4 separate regions of the Mus musculus genome follow, and regions 2, 3 and 4 are each linked to region 1. Evidence: chromatin contacts called from public Hi-C and promoter capture Hi-C data. All regions are on one chromosome and are shown on one strand. Each heading gives the region's core, a stretch centred on a gene start, on an enhancer-like site or on the middle of the called end of the contact. The rest is flanking DNA. Distances are from core to core; before and after follow the strand shown. Region 1 holds the start of Mat2b (methionine adenosyltransferase II, beta). Region 2 holds the start of Rars (arginyl-tRNA synthetase). Region 3 holds the start of Rnf145 (ring finger protein 145). Region 4 holds the start of Ttc1 (tetratricopeptide repeat domain 1).

The links. Promoter capture Hi-C pulls out the DNA fragments that hold promoters and counts their contacts. A called contact is a pair of places that touch in the nucleus more often than the background predicts.
Region 2: a contact with region 1 is called in a Hi-C map of the CH12 cell line, with 3 times the contacts expected there. The contact joins the promoter of Rars here to the promoter of Mat2b in region 1. A contact is called at or near these places in 5 of 39 promoter capture datasets (the C10 cell line, cranial neural crest, hematopoietic stem and progenitor cells and 1 more) and 8 of 484 Hi-C or Micro-C datasets (the Ba/F3 cell line, the CH12 cell line, the G1E-ER4 cell line and 3 more).
Region 3: a promoter capture Hi-C map of hematopoietic stem and progenitor cells shows a contact between it and region 1. The contact joins the promoter of Rnf145 here to the promoter of Mat2b in region 1. A contact is called at or near these places in 3 of 39 promoter capture datasets (the HPC-7 cell line, cranial neural crest and hematopoietic stem and progenitor cells).
Region 4: a contact with region 1 is called in a promoter capture Hi-C map of pre-B cells. The contact joins the promoter of Ttc1 here to the promoter of Mat2b in region 1. A contact is called at or near these places in 3 of 39 promoter capture datasets (cranial neural crest, frontonasal cranial neural crest and pre-B cells).

What each region holds. Positions count from the first base shown.
Region 1 is chr11:40,690,979-40,695,085 of GRCm38.p6, reverse strand. It overlaps Mat2b (methionine adenosyltransferase II, beta), which reads left to right and starts at 2,404. Exons shown (of 7, transcript NM_134017.2): 1 at 2,404-2,608. The coding sequence starts at 2,546.
Region 2 is chr11:35,832,546-35,836,652 of GRCm38.p6, reverse strand. Rars (arginyl-tRNA synthetase) reads left to right here and starts at 2,125. Exons shown (of 15, transcript NM_025936.3): 1 at 2,125-2,216; 2 at 3,347-3,481. The coding sequence starts at 2,172.
Region 3 is chr11:44,517,257-44,521,363 of GRCm38.p6, reverse strand. Rnf145 (ring finger protein 145) reads right to left here and starts at 2,408. Exons shown (of 11, transcript NM_028862.4): 1 at 2,090-2,408.
Region 4 is chr11:43,746,235-43,750,341 of GRCm38.p6, reverse strand. It overlaps Ttc1 (tetratricopeptide repeat domain 1), which reads left to right and starts at 2,334. Exons shown (of 8, transcript NM_133795.2): 1 at 2,334-2,420.

The DNA of each region.
Region 1 (4,107 bases), core at 1,155-3,654:
TTAAGCATGAAACTTCTCATTGGGTAGTTTCAAAACTAGCAGGAGGAATCAGCTGCTAGCTTACTGCACTGTGGAAAGCTGCACGAGATTCCAGGGTTGGAATGGAAATGCTAATTTAAAAGGTCAAGCGGAGCTGCGCCTCACGTTTTTGGCGTCCGTGTGCTCCGTGCGGGCGGAGCGAACAAAGACCGGGCCAGAGGAGCCAGACGCCCAGATCCCTCTCGCTGCGTTTCCCCAAAATAGTTCTGGAATCATGCCTGAAATGCCGGAGGCCATGGAACAGGTAAGAGCTAGCAATTCAAGACTCGGTGGCGGCTCGGCGATGCGCTAAAATCGATTCCAAACCGCTGCTACGAGCAGAAAGGGTGTAAATAAAATGCTAGCCGGTACCATTTATTTCCTTAAGAAACGTAAGCTTGGTACACAGAATAAACTATCTAGGGTTTCTGACCCAGGAAATCAAGCCCAGTTTAATAAATAAGACGTGAAGCAGAACGATAATTTCATTCTCCACATTGAGTGCAACTGTAGTGAAGGCTCTGTGTAGTGCAAGATTTAACCCGTGGTGCATGCCCAGGTTTTTTGTCTTTTGTCTTTTGTCTTGTGGAGCTTGAATCTGCTAATGGGACTTTCAGTTCCAGTTTGCACTCTTTGAGACGTGACTCCCCAACCCCCATCGGAAGTCAGACATTGGCTGTAAACAGAGCCTTTTCTTATTAAATAAGCTATACCCAACTTTTGCCTGACTTGTGTCAAACCGTACTCTTATATATAGGCAAGCAAACATTTTCTCACTCTCTTCACAAGGTTGCTCTGAGAATCACACTAATTGTGGAAAATTTTGAGTCTTCCTATTGAGTACATTTTATGATCCCCTCTAGGAAGCAAACTACACACACATCAACCAGAAACTTGAAATATTCTCACTTTTAATTAGGATGAGGGATCTTGGATTTGTCCCTCCCTCGGACTTCTAATTATTATTATAATTTAGTGTTGGGATAGCTAGCCCTTTTAATAACCATAAGACCCGGATTATAAAAAAAAAATTCGAAAAGTAGGGAGCCTTAGGCTGCCTTTGTTTGCTCTTCCAAAGAGTGAGGGAATAAATTCTTTAGTGGGGGGGGGTGGGGTGGGGGGGTGGGAGAAAAACTATCACCTGACTGAGGAAAACTTTTCCCAAGGGGCAGCTTAATCCTTAGTCTAAAAATAAACCAAAAGGATTCTGAAAATGAGGCCTTTGGGGGTAATTCAGGCAGTGGTCACGTTTTGGGGCGAGTTTTGAAATCCCTTATCGTGGGTGTCTGGATGGGAATAGATTGTTGGGTAGAGAGTGGGCGGAGAAAAAGTGTGCCCGGGCTTTTTTTCAGGGTAAATTTCACTGGCTTGCCTGTTGCTGTGCTTCGGAGCTTGTAACCTGCAGGTTACAGTTGAGAGCTGAGTCAGACCCTGCGAGCTGTTGTTTCTGATTAACTTTTGAACAACCACACAGGGCTGGAAGGAGCGCCTGGCATTCCGCCCTTCCTTGGCTCCCTCATTTTAAGTCTTAGCAGCTCCTCCTTGGCTTGGCTCCAGCAGCCCCGGGCGTCGTCGTCCCCTAAGTGAAGCCTCCAAAGGGCAGCCAGGACGCCTGTTAAATCTACTTAAAAGTTGACTGGGCTTGTTAGCACAGTTGAGTTTCTCCTGTGGTTCTGCGGGGGGGGAAATACGAAGAACCTGCCTTTTAGAAAGTAACATTCTCTCCCACACCTTTTTATTTTTAATTAGCTAAAAATAAACAGTTTTCAAACTTCACAGCATTTTTTTTTTAGCATTCCAGAAAAACATAGCTTTCAGGGATGTTAATGACTCTGAGCACAGTCCTATTTTTATTCTTTCTTCTTGCCTTAAAGGACGAACCGCACCTTGCCTAGGTTGGTTGTTCACTCCTGTAACCCTTTGATGCCTTTGGACAAGGAAACTAGAGAGGATCAGAAATTGCAGGTCTTTCTCTGAGCCCAAGGCCAGCCTGAGGTTCGGACTGCCTAAAACCAACTCAGTCCAGCCTTAGCTCTGTGTTCACGGGACAACCCTTACCTTCTTGCCTCCTAACTTTACAGATGTTTTAGTCTATTTTCTATAATACATGCTTGGTTGACTCCTAGGCATTTCGCAGTCTGCAAACCTAGGCGAATCGATTCCTTACCCTTCACTAAGAAGGAATAAGTAGGAGAGATTTTAAAAAAACAAACAAAAAAGCCAACACTCTTAAACCCAAGGAAGCCTGCATCCATCGCTTGGCACCAGTGCCTGCGTTCTAACGCTCTATCTCCTTAAGAACTGGCACATGGGCTGACAGCGTCCCTTGAGGTTCCGCCCCTTTTTGAACGCGTGGCGAGAGGCGGCCAATCAACAGGCGCGGCCAGGGCGGCGGAAGCCGGAAGCGGCAGCCGGGGTCGGCCTGGGCCTAGGGGAGGAGGGCCAAGGGCGCGGGCGCTGCGGCCCCTGGCAGTGCTGCGCTAGTGGAGCTTGCGGTCGCGACTGAAGCGGCGCAAAGACTGCGGGCATGGTGGGCCGGGAGAAGGAGCTCTCCATCCACTTCGTCCCCGGCTGCTGCCAGCTGGTGGAGGTGAGCTTCGGGGCATGGAGCCGGGGTGGCGCCTTTGAGTTTGTTTACCTCTCTCCCTGTAGGGCTGCGCTCACGCCCGCTGCAGCCCGGGGAGCGCGGAGGTGGAGACTCCCGGTGCCTCCCGCCGCCTCCCGCGGGCTGGCTCCCGTTTCAGTAGTCATCATCTTTGTTTTGTGTTCCTGGATCTTTAAGGACAGGGGGAGAGTGACTTTCCATAAATGGCGGTGTCGGCGGGGTCAACTTGGTGAATTCATAGTTTGCACGGGGCGGGTTCCTTGAGGCACTTTTAAGGCTGTCAGGATTTCCGACTGTGCGGTGCTGTGAACGCTCAGGCTCCCTGGTAGGCAGACGGGCACCGCCTCGAGTTTATTCAGGAAGGTTTGAGCAGGAATTCCAGTGTTGGGCTTTTAGCTTCTACGTTTTCTGAACCGCTGTATTTTGCGTGGTGGAAGACTGCTGAAAGAAATTGCATGTCTGGTAAACTTCCCCCAGCATGTTTCCAAGTCTGGTCCACGGTCCCGTGTTTCAAGCCCGTTAAGTACTTACTGACCTACAGAATGTATCCAGCACAGTCGATGAACTAATGTGTCTTGCTGATATAAAAACGCCTAGGATGTGGCCAGTTTTTTTTTTTTTTTTAATGCAAACTTTTAATTTGGGGGAGGGTCCTGTGCTTGCTAGAGTTACTAGAGATAAGGGAGTCCCTATTGAGATGAGGGATTCTTGTTAAGAGTATACCGCCATAAGATTAGGCTATTATTAGGTGAACCTGTAGCGCCTTTTCTTAATTGGCGATTGACTTGGGAGGACGGAGCCCCTGGGCTGTTATAGTCCTGAGTTGTTTAGGAAAGCTGGCTGAGGAATTAAGCAGTTTTCACAAGGCCTGTGTGAGCTCCTGCCTCCAGGGTCTTGTCCTAACTTCCTTCAGGGGCGAACAGTGATGTGGAAATGGTAAGCTAAGTACCTCCTGCCAAACAATGCTTTGATGTTTTCACACAGCAATAGAAACCCAAACTAGAACTCAGTATGTGTTGTCCAGGCTGGCCTTGGACTCAGATGCTTCTGCCTCGAGGAGTGCTGGGATTGAAGATCTGAGCCACCACAACCAGTTGATAATGGGAAATTTTTACATTTGCGTGATGCACATTCAATATTATCTCCAAATGGCTGGGCCTTAGCCAAAGTTCGAATGTATTTGCAGTTCCAGACTGGTGACGGCATGTGACCAAAGGTGTGTGCGTATGAGCATGTATTCGTGTAGGCTTAATGCATTTCCCCAGTTCAGTAAAAGAAAAGTAGAGAGTGGTAAACTGAGTGTGCTAACTCATGTCTGTAATCTCAGTACTCAGGAAGTTTGTAGTGGTGAGGAGATGTGATTGCTTTTTAGGGTGGTTTTTTGTTTGTTTGTTTGTTTTTTCTTTCTGTTGTTGCATTTGTTTGTTTGTTTTAAACAGTCTCACTGTGTATTCATGGCTGTCCTCAAATCCCCGGAGATCTGC
Region 2 (4,107 bases), core at 876-3,375, 4.9 Mb after region 1:
GAATTAAAGACAAGACTTTGGAAACTAAAGCCCTGCATTGTTTATCCAGTGTTTGCTATTGTAGACCGAATTACTGAGATCCAGCATCCGCTGCTGTAGATCCACGGTGCTGAGAGTCACTCTCTACTGTTATAAGTTAAGTCGCAATGTTAAGCCACAGTAGTGAAGTCTATATTCTACTTGTTATATTCTAGATGCTTCTGGAATAACTCATTTCCATATCTTTGACCCATACCATGAGTACAGCTATCCCCAGAGCACGTTGCTAACTGAATGTATTAATGGGAATATGGTAAGGATAGCCATCAATTTCTGCCAACTATAGGATAGTGGGTAAATGAAGCTAATTGGAAATAGCAGGCTTGACGTTATGTACTTCTGGCCAACCATATGTATCTGATTCCCTAGGTTTCATATCTCACGCACCAGACACACCTGTTCACCATTTCAGCTCCTGACACAGTATTCCCTAACACATGACAATTACTGACTGACTGAAGGAAAGTCGAAGTCCTTCCAATCCGGCTGTGTAGCAATGGGAACATAGGCGTTTCTCAGTGGCTTGTGACCTCTTTTTTTTCCTTCCTTCTTCCTTTTTTTTTTTTTTTTTTTTTTTTTTTTTTGCTTGTTTGCTTGCTTACCTGGAGACAGGTCCTTACTCTACAGTCCTAAAACTCACTAACTCAGGCTGGAATGAATTCACAGCAATCACAGTGTTGTGTGTGTGTGTGTGTGTGTGTTTTTAACATTTTTTTATGTGCTGTGGTGATAGCCAAGTGCCTTAATGCAGCATTTTCTCAAAGTGGGTATAGGTACCACTGGTGACAATATAGAAAACTATAGGCCCGGAGAGGCAGCAGATGTAATCCCAGAACACAGGAAATGCTTGAGTTTTAGGCCAGCCCGCTCTACCTAGCAAAAAGAAAACACAGGTAGATATGGCTGCATTCTTTATTATCTATAATAATATGTTGATTGTTTTTGAAAGTTTATCTATTTTATGTATATGGGTGTTTTGTCTGCATGTATGCTTGCACACCAGGAGAGAGCATCAAATCCCAGGGAACTACATGTTCATAGGTGAGTGTGAGCTGCCATGTGAATACTGGGATCAAACTAGGACCTCTGGGGGAAAAAAAAACAGCCAGTGCTCTCAACCACTGAGCCACCTCTCAAGTCCTATATTTATTTAATATGTAGCATCTTTAGCCCACACACTCAGCCCATGGATTCATAGATATTATTGTTTAGGATGAAGATAAGTAAATTTTAACGTGAACTAAATCCATCTTGGTGGTAAAACCACGTTACCACGACCCTTGGAAGGTGGAAAGAAAAAGATCAGAAGTTCAAGACAAAAGATCAGAAGCTCAGCTAAATGCAAGACTACCCTGGGCTACATCTTTCAAACGAACAGAAGAGCCTGAGAGATGCTCCAAGAGGCTGCCTGGCTCAAGTCATTGTACCACCTTCCTTTCTTGGTAATTAAAACATTGTTTGCCTGGTAAGGAGGCTGAGGCAGGAGGATGGAGAGTCAAAGGTCAGAGTGGAATACAAAAAGTCTACACATGCACATGTGCGCGTGCACGCGCGCACTACACATACAATGAAAAGGAAAGCCATTGTTTTCTCTTTCCCCTTTCAGGCAGTCTCCATTAGTTTAAGGACCTTTTTTTATCATACATTCTAAACATCTTCACATCCTGGAGAGAGTATCTAGCACCTTAATGTGAACAACAACAAAAATGCCTGTTTAACAGAGGGATGAGTTGCAGGCAGTGGTGGCGCATGCCTTTAATCCCAGCACTTGGGAGGCAGAGGTAGGTGGATTTCTGAGTTCGAGGTCAGCCTGGTCTACAGAGGGAGTTCCAGGACAGCCAGGGCTAGAAACCCTGTCTCGAAAAAAACAAAAACAAAAAACACAAAAAATCAAAACAAAAGAGGGATGGGTTCTGTGCCCATGCCCGCGCCATGCCTCCAAGCAGAGGGTAGGTTGCTTTGGCCTGCTCCCCGCCTCTCTCGCAGTGTCTCCTGGATCCCGTTAGGGGGCAGCAGAGGGCGCGCCCTGAAAAACCAAAAACAGTGACTTACCCGGGTAGGAATTTCCGTTTCCGGCCCAAACTAGACACTTCCGCTTCCGGCCGCTTGGCATGTGAGTCGCTGACGAGAGGATGGACGGTCTGGTGGCTCAGTGCTCCGCGCGGTTGCTGCAGCAGGTTTGTCCCTGGGCGGGGCGGAGGGCTCTGGAGCGGGCGGCGGCGGGGCAGAGTCCGCAGTGGCTTCCACAGGCGGCCGCGGCGACCCCAGTCCGGGACCTCGGGGCTTGCGAAGCCTTGCTGCTCCGCTGGCCCTTTCCTCTTGGCCGGGTCGTGCGACTGTCACTCAGAGAAGAGAGGGTGGACAGCGAGCGAGGCTCACTCTGCTGGTCGCCCAGGCCAGGTTAGAGCAGGACAGGTGTGCCCTGAGACCCAGCCGGAAACTTCCCAAGAAGCCGCCAGTGTTGGTCTGGAACAGTGTCACAATTTTGAAAAACGAAAGTAAGACCAGCCCCTTTTCTTTTTCGGGCCTAGACACTAGCGTTAGGAACTCAGTTTGTCTAAGTCTTCCCTGGACAATAACTGCTTTTATGCAAATCATCCCCGAGGTGCAAAATAAATGGACAAGCTCTTTACTGCTGAGTCCAGTGAATAGTAGCAGATCTTGGAGAGATGGGGAAAAAAAAAACCATATATATATGAAGTTTACGTAGACCCAGAAAAGGCAAAGACGGACACTTGAGTGATTTCGAATATGACAAAAGATGGATTGACTCCTTTTTGTCTCGGGATCTAACCCAGAGCCAAGGCCTATGTGTGGCAAGCAGCACTGAGGGGTGCAAGTCCCCAACTCCTACTGATGTTTGTTGGTTTGTTTTGTCGTTTTTGATTTGGTTTGGTTTTTTTTAGTCCCAAGTCATTAGATTTAGCAACACAGGTAGTAAAGCCAGAAACTTGTACTCTGACTAAATCAGGATGCACCTAGCTAAAGAAGAGACTTCCGTGTTTGACTCTGGCCCTGGACTTTCAACTCACAGCCTCTCAACTGCTAGGACTGGAGATGTGTACTGCCATGCACACTTGGCTGAGTTATATTCTCTGCCCCGCAGTCCCTCATCCCCAGCACACACATGTGAACTCAGTTCCATCTCATAAAGGATGATTGCTGACGTCAGTAAAATCATTGCAAAGTCCATTCTCATTTTTCTACCCCACATGTTGTGGAGAGCGAAATGAGGAAGTCTGTGGTAAGGTTTGCCATTATCCGGGAAGCATTTGTTTGACCTGGAAAAGTTGCCTTTCCCTTACAGGAAAGGGAGATTAAGGCTCTGACTGCTGAGATCGACCGGCTGAAGAACTGTGGCTGCTTGGAAGCTTCTCCAAGTTTGGAACAGTTACGAGAAGAAAATTTAAAATTGAAGTATAGGCTGAATATTCTTCGAAGGGTAAGTGCTCCGGATGTTTTCAAATAATTTGTTGTTGCTGTTGTTGTTGTTACTGAAGATTCTAGAAGTACGTGCTATAAGAATTGAGAAGAGGAGTTTGTTTAGAAATCAGTTTTCCTGCATAAGGCAAGTTAGGACTCATTAGGCTGGAGAAAGTGGGGCGGCACTGGCTTCCCAGGGCCCTTTTAAGTAGTTTATTATGATACCCCTTTTAAGTGGTTCATTACGATGGTTTAATGGTTTGGAAGTTGAGATTTCTTCAAAGGCTTATGTCCATGCTGTCAAAGGAATGTCTTTTGTTTTTAAAACCATTTTAACTACTGTAAAAGAAACAGTTTCTCAGGAGCAACTAACAGGGATGTTTTAAAATGCACTCACTGATTCCTAACTCCTCTGCAATGAAGTTGTTTATTTTGCAGTTTTGTGTTATGCTTTATAGCATCTTTTGGGGTTCTTTTCATTTAATGTTGCGAAACTTTCTCTGCCTCTCCTCCTCCCCATCCAACAGCCTCTCTATACAGACCAGGCTGGCTTCTGGGCTGGGCTGCCTCCATCTTGAAGTGCATTTTCTTCTTCTGTGTCTCTCAGGCTGGGTTTACAGGTGTGTACTACCATGCCACCATTTG
Region 3 (4,107 bases), core at 1,159-3,658, 3.8 Mb before region 1:
GTTTCTTCCCAGAAACGGAAAGACTCAATAAATGCTCACCAAAACCCCAAACCCTGGCTGTTTCAATAAATGCCTTTCCAAGACATGGAAACAACGTCTTGTATAATGTGCAGTTTATTATAGGGCTTGAGGGTTAGGAAACACAGATCCTCACTCTGCATTGTCCTAAAACTACCAAAGTTTAGTTTTGAATAGGGAGAAATCAGACAAAGAAACTTCAACAGTAAGAAAAATGTAACTGCTGGGCTCCGTTGGAAAACTATCTTTAAAAAAAAAAAAATGTGGTATTAAAAAAAAAAGGAATCCCACAACTCCTTAACTACCTTTTTAAAAAAGACAAAGCAAAAATAAGATGACTTAAATTGATAACAGATAATTTAGGGCTGAAAGTTACAAACAAAACCATCACCATCAACCTTCCTTCTCTGCTCCCAGCAATTCAAACAAATTCTAAATCAACTAAAACTGAATCTAAGCAAATGGGGGACAAGGAGGCTGTCTATCCATTGGGATGCTGAGACCTTAAAAAAAATAAACAAACAAAACAAAAAACAAAAAAACAAAAACAAAAACGAGAGGGCGAAGCTGGACCCTAAAATCCGAAAGTAACTCCGCCCAGAAAGGAGACCAGGAAAGAGAACTTCCTTACATAAGCGCTGGCACACGTTTTAAATATAGCTAATCCTCCCCACTCCCACTGTGTTGCTAGCTAACTTTGTAGGGACTTGGTTTCCACAGAAACTACTAGCAATCCTGTGATTCCTCATCATCTCCGAAACCACATCCACAGATAAGAGTCCACCCTCCAGTGAAAGAGCCATCGTCCAACCTAAGGGCCCGACACAGAGAAGGAAAACAACGCTACCTCTGCCATTGGACGCTCAGCCTAGGTCACGACTGCAGCACCGGCAGCTCATCCTTTTGGGTCTGGTTCAAGATTCACAAAACTGCACACTCGGTATTTTATAAAATAAAGACAGACACACACACACACCCCTTCCTTTCAGACTAGTTTCCTGTTTACTGCAGACAGAGATGCAAAGCCATCCATTAATCTTTGATGCCTTCCCACTGCAAAGGCCCCTTCCCCCGCCCCATCTCACTCTCTCCCCGCACCTCCCCCAACCCCGCCTGCTTTGCTCAGATACATTTGAACTGTAGTAACCCCAAGCCAGCTCGCCGCAAGCAGGCAGCGAGCACAGCACAGCAGCGCGGCACGGACGCAGCAGCCCCAAGGCTAGGGGATTACGTGGAGCAGAAACTCTGCCAGGAAGAGAAGCCCGGGTGCTCCCTGCCTCGCCAAGGGTGCTGGCTCTACCGCGCCTCATAAGGCGCGCTTATATGAGTCAAGTTCCTAACCCTTAGATAGAATAGGGGGTTCATTCCACAAAGGTCCTAGGGTGGGAAAGCAGAACTGGAGAGGGCGAACCCAGGGATGGCGAGCGGGAAAAGGAACACAGTAAGAGAGAGATGAGCTGCTCGTGACTGAAGAGAGGCGCACTGCACACTAAGCCAGGGGTCCCCCTATTCTTTGGGCTTGGCAGGTCTTTCTGAAACCCGCAACCTGCACCGCCTGCACATGGTTAGGCTGAGTTAAGGGGCTGCGAGGTGAGGAGACGCCAGGGAAGAGGGAAGAAGCTTGAAAGCAAAAAGAGTGAACAGAAACGCAAAAGACGAAAAGTTAGAAATGCAAACCTGAGCAAAGGAGCCCGGACTGGACACCTCTGCCAGAGAGACCGGGAAAGGCCTTGCAACCGGGGTACAGGAGAGCAGAGAGGGGTGAGCCCCAATGAGGGCATCTCAGGAATGTGAGGGTTCTCTCCCTCTCCAGGCGCGGGAGGAAAGAAGGATGGAAGGTGGTGAGGAGGCAGCCGAGGCCCCGGGAACGAGTATGAGGCTCTGCGAGGAGGTCGCAGGAGACTGATCGCTGCTCAGGGGTGGGCGGGAGGGCGCGGTGCGGAGGGGGACCAGGCCGGGGCCAAGAGCCGGAGAAGGAGGGGGCGCGGCGGGGAGGAGCGAGGGTGGGGGAGGGGAGGGGAGGCGCAGTGGGCAGCAGGCCTGCGGGATGCTCCCGGCTGACCGCAGTCACCTGGAGCCGCAGCCTCCCTGCCTGCGGGGCGGCACTGGGGATGGCGGTGTCCGCTGCTGCCCGGCTCCGATTCCCGCCCCTCCGGTGAGATCTTCGGTTCCGACGGCGGGGGGCCCGGTTTGCGCGGCTCACAGCGGCGGCTCTCCCGCGTCCGGCCTCGGCTGCGGCGTCTCGGGAGGCGGAGGCAGCGGAAGCGGCCCGAACCGTGAGGTCACCATCCTCCGCGGCGACAAAGGCGCTCCCGGGCCGAGCGCCGGCACCAGCGCCCGGCGGCCGCCATGGCCTGGTCCCCGCGCTCCGGCTCCGCCCCCCGCGCTCTGCGGCGACCGCCGGCTCGCGCGCTCTGCGCCTGCGCGCGAGCTCGCCATCGCCCGGCCCCCGTGCGCCCACGCTCACTCACAATCGCGCACGGCGGGATCTTCCCGCACCGCCTCCGTTGAGTGGGCCCGAAACGCCGGCTTCTCTTTGGTGCTGGTCCGGCAGACTATTCCAAGGAAGGGTGAGGCGACACCGGGACATGCACTGTGACCCCAGCCATTCTGACACGTGTTCGCGCTCACTCCGCAGACACCACGAGCCGCACGCGCCCACACCTACACTCACCTGCTGGGACCACGTGGGACAATGTGAAAGGCTGGTCCCTGCCGCGTGCAAACCCAGAGCAATTTTTAACTCTCTCCTTGACTAGACTAAGACTCGTCTCTAAGGCATCAGGGACGACGAAGAGTAAAATGCTGGATGAGTGAATGGTTTGGAATTGCTCCCTGGGACTGTATTCCGGCTCCTTCGTTTGGTGCAAATGATTAACTACTGTATGAAAATAAAAGGTGTAAATAGGTTTGCCATTTCTTTTGGTTCAAGGTTCAAACCACATTAGTGTGCACACACCCTTTCCCTGAAACCCTTTTGTTCTGCTCTAGTCTCCTAATACTATGGCACATTCTTGCCGTATTATAAATGTAGAAGCTTTTAGAGCAGGATCTGTGTCTATATAGTATATAAGCTTGCTGAGGACTTAAGCTGATCTTTGCAGGGATCTATTACTACGTTCATCTGTATTACCATTGCCTCGCTATTACCTTCTGCCATTTGCTCTGTTGTTCCTTGCTTTTAGTTTAGTCCCTTGAGAATCAGTTGCCACTAGAAACTAGTGTGGCCTTTCATTAGGCAGTGCCTAGGTAACAGAAGATGAACACCAAGTGATTTGTAAGGCATTGCAACCATTCTGGCTCATTCGGAAACTTGCCAAGAGCCTCCACCTTACAATCTGTACAAGACAAAATGAGTATTCTTTGATGTTTATGTGTCCTTGTCCACTGCTTATGAGACACATACACCCACGATTCTGAACCTCTGGGTCTCCCCTGCTATAAAACTGTAAACACAACCTCTACATATACAAGGTCATCAGAGCAGGAGAGATGGCTTAGCTCTTAAGAGCCCTTTTTGTTCTTCTAGAGAACACCCCACCCCCAGGTTCAATTCTCAGCACCCAGGTGTAGCTGGTAACTCGAGTCCCAGAGGATCTGACGCCCTCTTCTGGCCTCCATGGACACTACAAACATGTGGTGCTCAGACATATCTGCAGACAAAACATTCATAGATGTAAAATAAGTAATATGTAGCCAAAGCCATCACTAAAGTTCACAGTAGCATATCTCCCTCCCATTTTCTGTGACTGTGATAAAACTTGGACAGAATTTATGGAGAATGGGTGTGTTTCAGCTCACTGTTTAACGCACAGTCCCTCGTGGGGCAGGTTAAGGCATCAGGAACTTGAAACAGCTGGTCACTTCACCCAGAGTCTAGAAGCAGAGAGTGATGTGAATGCATGCATGTCACTGCTCACTGCCTCATGTTCCTCACTCGTAAGCAGTGCAGGATGCCCTATCCAAGGAATGGCATCACACTAATCAAGAGAATGTCCTCAGGAGCCATGGTCCCATGTGACTAATTTTGTCAAATTGATGATTATCGGTAACTGTCACCTACTAGCTTCATAGCAGGGTTTAAATGTT
Region 4 (4,107 bases), core at 1,085-3,584, 3.1 Mb before region 1:
CATGTATGGTCTTACTAAGATGCCCAGGTTAGTTGTGGACTCTCTCAATAGCCCAGGCAGACTCATCTGTAACTTTCAACCTTCCAATCTCACCTTCAAGGAAATAGCTGGGATTACAGCAGGCCCGTGGGGGGTGGGGGATGTTGGTAGCTAATATATAAATACATTTTTGCTAGCATTTCAGATGGCTATTCACTTTCTAGACGTAGCTGACCTAGAACTCACTACGCCCAGACTACCTACCCAGTCTGGCCACAAAGTTCTGTGATCTTACTGCCTCCACCTCCCAAGCACTGAGATTATACCCATTATACCTGTTCTGGTGGATTTTAAAGTTACACTGTTTAAGAGATTTGAAAATGGGGCAGTGGTGGCACACGCCTTTAATCCCAGCACTTGGGAAGCAGAGGCACGCAGATTTCTGAGTTCGAGGTCAGCCTGGCCTGCAGAGTGAGTTCCAGGACAGCCAGGGCTATACAGAGAAACCCTGTTTGACAAAAAAAAACAAAACAAACAAACAAACAAACAATAAAGGATGTGGTATACGTGGTATACTTTTTCAATGCTTTTATCACGGTAAATATTTACTCAAAATTTTAAGAAAAACTCCTGCTATTAGTTCATCTTTTCAAGTGAACCAAATTACATAAACAACTATGGAAAATAACACCAGAATCGTATACTTTTCATTTCTTTTGTTGAGTATTAGTATTTATCAGGAAAGGGAGAGATAGAGAGAGGTGGATAAAGGTGTGTGAATGACATATAGGTGTGGATGAGAAGACAACATTCAGGGGCTAGTTCTCTCCTTCTACCACATGTTCCTGGAGATCAGACTCTGGTCAGCAAGCTTGCTGGCAAGTGCCTTATTGTCACACTAAGTCATCTCTCATCTCCCTAGCCCCTCACAATCTCACAACCTTATTTGTCAGAAAATTACGAGTCAGAAATATGGCTCATGCTTCACTGGGTATGAGTATGTCTTGTTTTGTTTTGTTTTTCGAGACAGGGTTTCTCTGTTTAGCCCTGGCTGTCCTGGAACTCACTTTGTAGACCAGTCTGGCCTCGAACTCAGAAATCCCCCTGCCTCTGCCTCCCAAGTGCTGGGATTAAAGGCGTGCGCCACCACAGCCCAGCGGTATGGGTATGTCTTATGTTTCATTTCAGTGTTAAATCTTTTTTTTTTTTAATAATTCTGTATAGCTCCGGCTGTCCTCGAACTCACTCTTTAGACAAGGCTGGCCTCAACTCAGAAATCTGCCTGCCTCTGCCTCCCATGTGCTGGGATTAAAGGCAAGTGACACCACTGCCTAGCTTCTGTGTTAATTCTTAAAGTATCTACATTTAAAAACAAATAAATCAAAGGAACAGTATTTCTGTCTATGAAATTTTGTATAACTCTATGGAATTTTTTTAACTTTACTGTTATCTAATTAACTCTTCTGGTGTGCATGAGTGTTTGTTTACATGTATGCCTGTTTACCATGTGTGTGCCTGGTGGCCATGAAGTTCAGAAGAGGATCTTAAATGCCCTGGAACTGGAGTTAAAGTTGTGGTAAGCTGCTATGTGAGTACTGGGGATTGAACCCTGGTCCTCTGAAAGTGCAGTCATTGCTCTCAATTGCTAAGTCATGCTTCCTAGCCCCTTGTGGGAATTCATGACTGAGCCTAGGAGAGACTTAACCAGTCTTGATGAAAGGCTACTTTCCTTTCCGATGTCTTTTTAATTTTCTCCATCTTTGCTATCCTGTCACAAGAAGAATGGCATTGTTTCAATTTTTTGCAAATCTCTGATTTAATACAGGACAGGTGAAGGCCTGGAGGTCTAGCTCACAAATAGACGGACTTGCCTAACAGCTAGAATAATTCACCCCTTTTTGTATTCCTTCTGTTGCACTATATCAGAAGACAACCTCTGGAAAGCGCTGTACAGTCATGAGAAAATGAGTGGAAAAAGTGTGTAATATTTACTGTTTTGAAAACTGTTACTCTCCTAACAGAGCTCTTGAAAGGCACTTTGGAAACTACTGGAAAGAAATGTTTATTTAGGGACGAAGGATGTTTTCGGGTTCTTATGCACATTCCTAACATGAGGGACGCCAGAATAAAGACGTTTTTAAAGCCACAAGTAGTCGCGTTTGAAAAATTACTTTGTGCTAATTGGCAGGATTTGACATAACTCAAGATGACAGCTGAGGCTCATAGTACTGAGCCGTACAGTGACGTCACACAGCTACTTCCGCTCACTCTCTTCGAGTTGGCCACTACATTTCCCAGAATGCTTTGCCAGCAATGGCGCCATTGGCCAGCGCGGCCGGAAGTGCACCTGACTCAGGAGGAAGTAGAAGGACTCGGAGGCAGGAGCGGTGGAGAGAGGAGCTGGGAGGTTGTGAAGCCCATCGTGGGTCTCGCGGCGTTCGGTGAGGACTGTGGCCTGGGACAGGCGCGGGGTCGCGCGGGGAGGGGCTTTTCTAACCTTGACTCATAGCCGGGAGGGACGCGACACTCGAGTAAAAGCGAAGCCTGCGAGTCCTGACCCTCCCTTTTAACTTTTCCTTTTAACAGGCTAGGACGAATTCGGACTTTAACGCGACACTGGGTCATTGGCGTGGTTTTGCTGCGACCAGAGGGGTGGCAGGCACCGCAGAGGTTCTGACTCAGCTTCTAGAGCAGCAGTGGTTAATAGGATGAACGTAAAATCATCAGAGTCACTTTAAAAAAACAGAGATGCTCTGACCTGACTGCAGACCAATATTGTCAGGATCTGGGCAGCAGGGTTGCGCAGCGAGAGTTGAGAACCGGCTCTTCCAAGGCTGAGTTCTGAGTCCCTGGAGGATGCCTGTGAAAACATCTGCGCAAAGGCTCCCCTTCCAGAATTAGCTACCTAAGCTATACCGCTTGCATTTGCTTACGATGATAAGCACGATTTGGGCACAGATGCCATCTTGGGCTCCATAAGAAACTTATTCTTCGGCTCCCGGTGGCGATAGTGTCCCATTCGGACTTCATTGTTTCCTGTTGACAACTTGGTCATTTATTCTGAACAAAGATTAGAACTCTTTCTTTCTTTCTTTCTTTCTTTCTTTCTTTTTTTTTCCCCTGCAGCTGTTTTGGATTCTGTCTAATTTGTGCCATCCAGCAAGCTGCCGGACGTGGAAAAGTCACATTAAAATCAGTCTTTTCATTTAGGGTATGGATCGAGGGTGTGGTTCAGTTGTTTAAATGGCTTACATGTACCACAAAGTCTGAGATTCGGTCTCCAACACCAGTGGGAAGTGGGGATGTTAGTCTTGGTATAAGTCTGATACCATATTTGATCAGCAAGACTATCAGTTAAAATGATAATTGGCATTGAGTGTGAGTTTATTATACTCTAGTTTGGGGCTGGGGAGGGGCCTAATACAGGGTCTCATAGCCCAGGCTAGCCTCACATTTGCTGTGTAACCAAGGATGGCCTTGAACTTCTGATCTTTCTAACTACATCTCCCCAATGATGAGACTGCAGGAATGGGCCACCACAATTGGTGATATCCTGTTTTTAAAATGACTTCCTTGGACAGGCATGATCCATACTCCTTTAATCCAGCAATGGGGAGACAGAGGAGGGTGGATCTCTGAGATCAAGGCCAGCCTGATGAACAAAACAAGTTCCAGAACAGCCAGGGTCACACAGAGAAACCCTGTCTCAAAAAACAAAAACAAACAAACAAAAAAAAACAAGCCGGGCATGGTGGTGCACTCCTTTAATCTCAGCACTCAGGAGGCAGAGGCAGGCAGATTTCTGAGTTCGAGGCCAGCCTGGTCTACAAAGTGAGTTCCAGGATAGCCAGGGCTACACAGAGAAACCCTGTCTAGAAAACAAAACAAAACAAAAAAACCAATAATACTTATAAAACAAATAAATAAAAATAATGACTCCCCAGTCAAAGAAAGTCAAGCTGTGTTTGGCGGGGTTATATGTAGAAGTTTGTTTAGGTGTGAAAGACAGAAGGGTTTTTTTTTTCCATATTTTTTTTATTGGGTATTTATTTCATTTATTTCCAATGCTATCCCAAAAGTCCTCCACACGCTCCCCCACCCACTCCCCTACCCACCCACTCCCACTTC